Regions from separate parts of the Hordeum vulgare genome. Here region 2 is linked to region 1. Evidence: chromatin contacts called from public Hi-C data. All regions are on one chromosome and are shown on one strand. Each heading gives the region's core, a stretch centred on a gene start, on an enhancer-like site or on the middle of the called end of the contact. The rest is flanking DNA. Distances are from core to core; before and after follow the strand shown.

What was found. A called contact is a pair of places that touch in the nucleus more often than the background predicts.
Region 2: a Hi-C map of leaf shows a contact between it and region 1, with 6 times the contacts expected there. The contact joins the promoter of LOC123426859 here to the promoter of LOC123426857 in region 1. A contact is called at or near these places in 4 of 6 Hi-C or Micro-C datasets (leaf and seedling) and 1 of 1 datasets of contacts at active chromatin or transcription factors (embryo).

The regions. Positions count from the first base shown.
Region 1 is chr2H:502,193,964-502,197,675 of MorexV3_pseudomolecules_assembly, reverse strand. LOC123426857 (probable protein phosphatase 2C 40) reads left to right here and starts at 1,617. Exons shown (of 9, transcript XM_045110756.1): 1 at 1,617-2,119; 2 at 2,206-2,377; 3 at 2,598-2,748; 4 at 2,839-2,902; 5 at 3,399-3,506. The coding sequence starts at 1,892.
Region 2 is chr2H:502,434,149-502,437,948 of MorexV3_pseudomolecules_assembly, reverse strand. LOC123426859 reads left to right here and starts at 2,145. Exons shown (of 9, transcript XM_045110758.1): 1 at 2,145-2,684; 2 at 2,771-2,879; 3 at 3,160-3,355; 4 at 3,451-3,584. The coding sequence starts at 2,570.

The sequences.
Region 1 (3,712 bases), core at 368-2,867:
TGTTGTACTGTATTATATAGAGAAGGGTATTGCATGGCTAATGGCGTCTCCCCCAATCATATATCTTTCCAAAACCTCGTAGTCTCTCCATTCCCGACGATAAATTTAACTCTTTGAAAGAACGTCGCCTTCGTTCTCATCAGACCCTTCCAGAAGGGTGAGTCGTTAGGCTTTAAAGTGGCTTGAGCCAAGGTTTTGGCATGTAAATACTTATTCCTTAGAATTTGTATCCACATGCCTAGATTCAACGGATAGTCTGTATAACCATTTGCTATGCAAGCAAATTTTGTTGACCTCCAAATTCTCGATCCCAAGACCGCCTTGTTCTTTCGGTCTACAAACAATATCCAACCGAGACAATCTGTATTTTCTTTTTTGACTTTATCACTTTGCCAAAAGAAACGAAATCTGTAGAAATCCAATCTTTTTTGTACCCAATAGATATCATAAAAAAGGAGAGAAGGAACATTGGCATGCTGGTGAGGACCGAATTAATGAGGATTAGCTACCCCGTAAGACAATAACTTGCCTTTCCAGCAACTCAGTTTTTTTCTCAAATCTTTCTTTAATACACTTCCAATCCTTGATTGTTAACTTCCAATGATGAATTGGTATGTCTGGATAACTAAACGGTAAGCTACCCGACGCACACCCGAACAACTTTTGATACGTATCCCGCTCTTCTTTGGCTTTACCAAAGCAGAACAGTTCGCTCTTGTGGAAGTTGATCTTCAACCCAGAAAGCCGTTCAAACAAGCAAATGATCAATTTCATATTCCTGGCTTTTGCAACATCATGTTCCATGAGCAAAATAGTGTCGTCAACGTACTGTAAAATGGATACAGCATCCTCAATGAGATGTGGGACAAGTTCGCCTACCAAGCCTTCGTGCTTTGCTCTCTCAATCATAATTGCCAACATATGTGCAACTATGTTAAAAAGATAGTGGACATTGGATCCCCCTGCCGCAACCCTTTATGAGTTTGGAAGTAATGTCCAACATCATCATCGACCTTAATTCCAACACTTCCATTTTGTACGAAAGATTGAACGTGTCTTCTCCACACATCATCAAACCCTTTCATACGTAATGCTTGCTGCAGGAAAGACCATTTTACCTTGTCATACGCTTGCTACAGAAAAGACCATCATCGAACAGTTAGAGTTGGCCTCAGAGATAGGTCGGCGTACCGTGATTTTCGGCTGCGCGGATCCAAACGGACAAGGGAACCAGATGGGTAGCAAACCAGCCACCTGTTGCTACTTTTCCATGTCGTCTTCCCCTTCTATGTCGACGCAACCATGCATCGAAATAGAATCTTCGTTACCATCCAAACTCGTTTTGTAAATACTCACGGGACTTGTAAGATTGGGGTAGACGACGCCTTTTCTCCACACACACACACAAAGAAAAAAAGAGCGCGACCTCGTCGTGTGATAACGCGAGACGAGAGAGAGAGAGAGAGACCTGGCAGCGCTGCCACGCCGAGACCCAGACCCAGACCCAGACCGGGCCCGCCTTTGTGCCGCGGCGCGTCCGTTAAAAACGCAACGCAGGGCGTTTTGATTGGTGCCGCGCAATAAATTTGTCCGGCCGGGGACGGCGCGCGTGGGAGCGGGCTGGATTTGCGCGTCGTCTTCCCCCCTCTCTCTCTCCCGGAGCGGCGCCCCCCATGTGAGTGCCGGGCCCCTCCACCCCTCGCCGATCCCGCAAAGCAACAGCTCGCGTCGCGCGCCCAGGCAAAAAAGGCAGCGGAAAGGTTTGGGGCCGCTTCCCATCCGACCACACCACCACCGCCAGGCCAACCCTCCTGCCTGCCAGCGCGCGTGCTCTCGCCCAGCCAGCCTGCCTGCCATGCCCGCCGGATCCGCGGCCGGGATCTGAGCGACGATGGCGGTGGAGGCAGCGGAGGCGAGGACGCCGAGGCGGCGCCACGGGAGCATGGCGCTCGGCGACCTGCTGCTGCGCGAGGCGTCGGCGGAGCGGGCCGACGCGGCGGGGGGCGAGCGGCCCGGGGTCGCGGCGGGGCAGGCCGCGCGGGCCAGGAAGGGCGAGGACTACGCACTGCTCAAGCAGAGCTGCGAGCGCCACCCGGGCGCATCCTTCTCCGCATTCGCCGTACGTAATCCCCCCGCTGCATTCTACCTCTTCATTCATCCCGCCCGGCCAGCGATCTGCTCTGACAAGGTTCGCTCCGGCTGCAGATGTTCGACGGCCACAACGGGGCCGCCGCCGCGGTCTACGCCAAGGAGAGGCTCCTCGCCAATGTGCTCGGCTGCGTCCCCGCACACCTCACCAGGGACGAGTGGCTCGCCGCGCTGCCCAGGGCGCTCGTCGCCGGCTTCGTCAAGACCGACAAGGATTTCCAGACAAGAGGTCAAATTCCCTGCTCCATACCATACATGGACCTAATTATTAAGACCCTCCATTCCCAGTACTACTACCAATTACTACTTCCATATCTAGAAGTACAAACAGCTCTATGCCCGGCCGTAGCCGGGTCATCAATTCATAGTATTGTGCATGGGCATGGTCTCGTGGTACACCAGTACAGCACCAGTGCTGAGCCGGCTTGTTTGTCCAATCCTGTGTTCAGCGCACTCTTCGGGGACAACGGTGACGCTCGTCATAATCGACGGCTCCGTTGTGACTGCAGCATCAGTCGGCGATTCTCGATGTGTCCTTGAAGCGGAGGGTTCGATTTACTATATGTCGGCTGACCATCGCTTTGATGCCAGCGGAGAGGAGTAAGGCTGTTTTATCACAAAAGCATTATTTCCGTTGCTCTCATCATCAATATACATGGCTGGTAATCACTTTTTGGTTTCCATTTGTAGAGTTGGACGTGTAACAGAATGTGGAGGTGAAGTTGGCAGACTAAATATTGTTGGTGGAGCTGAGGTTTTGCTCTTCATCTTTTGCTTCTGCTCAAGTTTCCCCTCTATTTTGCATCTTGGCAGCCAAGGAACTTTCTATCGTTCAATCTTTATATTGAACAACTTTGAAAAAAGTTGTAGCTAGGGAAGTGTTGCTGAGCGTATAATTTTCATTTGTTGACCAGGGCTTGCTGTTTACTTCAATTTCATCCTTACTAATTCTTTGACTGTTTCTTCGTAATTTGAATCTGTGGGGACTGATGAATCAAATTGCTTAGAAGTACTATTTTGGTTTAGAACACACTTTCCATATTTTGTGTGCCTATGGAATTTTAACGAGTGCCTACTCATGCTGTTGAGTGTTCACCGTTGGACGGTTCATCTCAAAACTTTGCACTTGCACGTTATCATGATTAATATATTGTATATATATCTTCACATGCTTCCCCGAACCTTAACTGTGTTTGTAGGTCTGATTCACACCTTTAGCTTGACCCTTCTTTCCTTCATTGTCCACCCAGATTGGTCCCCTTAGATGTTGGCCAGGTGGTTTATGCCTATCAAGATCAATTGGTGATCAGGATGTTGGTGAATTTATCATTCCTGTTCCTTTTGTGAAGCAAATCAAGGTACAATGTCCTAGAGTTTTCTTCACATCTCTTCTGTAGAAAACCAAATTCAAAACTTGCACAATAACAATGATAGCAGATGCAAACACCAGAAATTCTACTGTCTGAAATATTCTCGCTTTCTTTGTCATCCTTTTCTCTTGTTACTTTGTGAAATGTTCTTTTTATGCAAAAACACAAGCTGTAAAAAAATCATAGTTGCTATC
Region 2 (3,800 bases), core at 896-3,395, 240 kb before region 1:
CACAACAAGAAATCTGCCACGAAAGCAACAAACCACAATCCTTTTAGTAAACTAGACCTACAAAATATTGGACAACACATATCATAGTCCCGAGCATCAAAATAACGCCTCTAAGCAACATTTGTGTGACAAACGTTGTCGTAACCAACCAGTGAAGCCTAGATGTGTGGTTTTCATCATTTGAGCTCACACGCACAAAACAATGCCATTAGGAAGGTGACGCTGCACGAATATCGTTGTTGTCGAATCAAGCCAACATGCCAGATTGGAACTTTCGCCTCAGGTACACAAAAACCAGCATGACGCAACAGAACCAAATTAAGGGCATCTTGCTCTCGAGACCGCGTTGATGTATGCGGCACATGCGGTGTGCCTTAGGCTAGGGAGGAACCTCATGGAAGTTTGTAGTGTCGCGACGTGAAGGAATGCGACGAAACCGATAGAACACCACTGCACAGTAGTTGTGCCGTTTGCATGTCCATAGTGCCTACAAGTTTGAGATTTTTGCACTCTGAGAAAGTCATGGCGAAGCTCGCGTCACCCACCCTTTCTGCACGCCACTAGACTAGGTTGGATTGGCACCAATCGAGGCGACGGTTGTCAGGGGGCACGCTGCAACGAACACTACTAGCACACCTCGCAACCCCCACCCTTATGCGGCCCTCTATCATGTAAGTTTTGTCCATCAACAACATTCGACTATGAAAATGCAGGCATGGGGAATGGAAGTGTCTATGGTTATGCTTCCCCCGGTTCATCATTACGACATCACGAGAAGAAACTTGGGTTTCTCTTAGTCTGGAGGAGTACCAGGAGTATAGTAGGGGTTGCAGCGACAACAATTGTAGTTGGTGTCGGCTTGTGATGGATAATCTCATTGCGAACGTGCCATTGTACGCCAGAAGGTCATTATATTGGTAGCCGCTGCTCTTCCAAGCACTCGTTCGGAAAAAGCAAAGCCCATTCAACACCAGTGTTTCCAACATTCTCGAGTTGCAACATACTAAATGAGGCGGCCATCTTTTCCCACGGCATACGAGCAAGCGGACACCTGTACGGATTTCATGCCACATAAGACACAAATATTAGTGACCTCTAGATTTCTTTTAGCCTTATTCTCCATTGTTGCAACGGAGTTTATGATTAGAGGCCAAACAAAGATGCATACCTTGGACAGGGCAGGGCACCCCCACATTGCCTTCTGGAAGGCACACATGTCGTCCGGTGCCCTGCTAGTGGCCCACATAGTAGTGCTGGATATGTTGTCGATGACGAGGCGATACGCGCTTCTCACAAAGAAAATACCCTCCGGGTCGGATGCCCAAGCCAAGACATCCTCTCGTTGCTGCGTAGAAGCCTTGATCTTGAGCATGCATGCGGCCTCAAATGCATATTAGTCTGGATCATGATCTTGATCTTGATCCACGGAGGTTTCTCTCTTTGTTGATGACGGTATAATCTCTGGATATGATTTATTCCGTACTAGATTAGACTATCTATTTTTTGCTATAAAACTATATTTTCGTTTTGGTTGTGATGACTATGTGCATCGTGCTATGCACACACCCTGGCTCTGTTTGGATCCATGGGTTAGTTTGGACTCAACTAACCCAAAAACATTCAAACATGAGGAATTTTGGTTAGTGCATCTAACGCATAAAAAAAAACAATGAAGACGTGCTTCTTTAGGTTAAAGTTAGATGGAGCCTAGAAAAAATTACTTTTCCATCTCCCTCCACCACAACAAACCCTGGTTAAATGAGTCAAATGATTAAAAAAATGCATTTATTGTCAATATAACCCGCCATCCAAACATCTTTTTGATTAGAGTTAGCTTAGAATTAACGCAGGGTTAGAATCTAATTCTGACCTGCCATCCAAACAAGGCGTTAATATATCAATAGAATGAGACGTCATTTTTTTCGAAAAAAGATGGATGACCCAAAGTGGCAGCAATCAAAGCAAACCTCAGCGCTTACCACACGGCCACGGTCACTAAACTGTCGCCTTGACCACCAACTTTGACCTGCCTCACACTAACGCCGTTAGTCACTACTACTAGTAGTACGTCACAGCGCGCGCCAGCCGAAACTACGCAGACAAACGGACAAAGCTCCTTCCGTCCCGGCAGTTAACTCCTCCCGAAACTTCTCCCATTTCCCCTCTCTCTTGCGTCTTCTTTCTCCCCGCAACATTTCGTTCGACTCGCTCACGGGCGAGCGGGAACGCGGGCGCAGCCGCCGTTTTGACCCGCCCGGCCGGCGGATCAAGAACCCGTTACAAGCTCCTTTTCTCCCCCATACCATACGGCTTCTCACGCAAGCCGCCGCCGCCGCTGCTGAGTCTTCTGCTCCGCCAGCGCCGGTCGCAGATTCCCCGCGAAAGCGAGGGCCAGAGCTTTTCTTTTCTATCCTCTGCCCCCTTTGTGCTCTCCGTCCCGCCAAAGCGGCAGAAAGCTGCAGCCGTTCTTGATTCTCGCGGGGGGGGGGGGGGGGGGGGGGGGGGGGCTGCCGGCACGGTTCGCCGGTCTTGGCCGCCTGGATGTGAAGGGGGCGGGGCGGGGCGATCGATGGGCACGGTGAAGGCGTGGGTGGCTGAGCCCATGGGGTCGATGCAAGACTCGCTGCGCGTCGCGTACGTGGTCTTCTCCTTCTGCGCCGCCTTCTTGCTCGGCGGCATCAAAGGCATGTGTCTACTGTTCTCTTCCTCCCCAGTTTCTGCCGGTGTGGCTTTGGCTTACTGTTGTGTTCTTGGGGAAATGGGTGTGCAGCGATGCTGGTCGGCCCGGTGGCGGCTGCGCTGATGATACTGGGGAACGTGGGCGTCATCCTCGTGCTCTTCCCGGCGCATGTCTGGTGGACCATCTACTCGCTTATCAAGTAAGCTCATTCTTCTTCTCAACTTTTCGTATCTGTGTTCTTTCGTGTGCTGGAAACAGAGCATTTTTGTTGGTTCCGAGCTTCCGATCCCTTGTGCTGGACGTTCAGTTAAGCGGGCAAAGTTCTGATTCTGCCTTGTCCATGGTTTTTAAAGAAGCCGATTCTGCTGCCGATTCTTCAAATTTTAGTGGCGAATCAGATGATCCACCACTAACTGATATACTACTAGAATAGTTAGACTGATCGCTGTTGGCTGCGTTCCTCTGCATTCTGAACCCAGGACGGACCGCATCAACGCGGGCCTGAAGCTGGCGGTGCTCATCGCGCTGCCGGTGCTGTTCGGGCTCTGGCTCGGCCTGGGCATCTTCGGGAGCGCCCTGGTGGCGCTCGGCTACGGCTTCTTCACGCCATGGATCTCCACCTTCGAGGCGTTCCGGCAGGAGACCGAGGCCAAGAAGTTCGTGCATGGCATTGTGGTAAGTACAAGCCTCAAAGGGAAGACCGGCCGCTGTTAACCGTGAAATGGGTGCGAGAGATCCACGGTTGATTTTGGTTTTCTCGCCGGGTGCAGGACGGGACGTGGGGGACGATCAAGGGCAGCTGCACGGTGGTGAGGGACTTCGCGGACATGTGCTTCCACTCCTACCCCGTTTACCTCAAGGAGTTCCGCGAGTGCGCCCAGGACCGCGAACCCCTCTCCATAAGGTATTCATTGTTACATACATATATGCTGTAAAAAGATGGCATTTGTTGTTATATTAGTAGCACTGGATGACCTGTCTGAAGCCGATTTTGTCCCATATTCTGATCTTGTGTGACAAGATATTTCGTTTCGTATTGTGGTCTTGTGTGACAAGGACGTGCTTATTTGTCAATACATTTCTCATAAGAAAAGCATTCTCTGCCAGCATACCGTTCTAG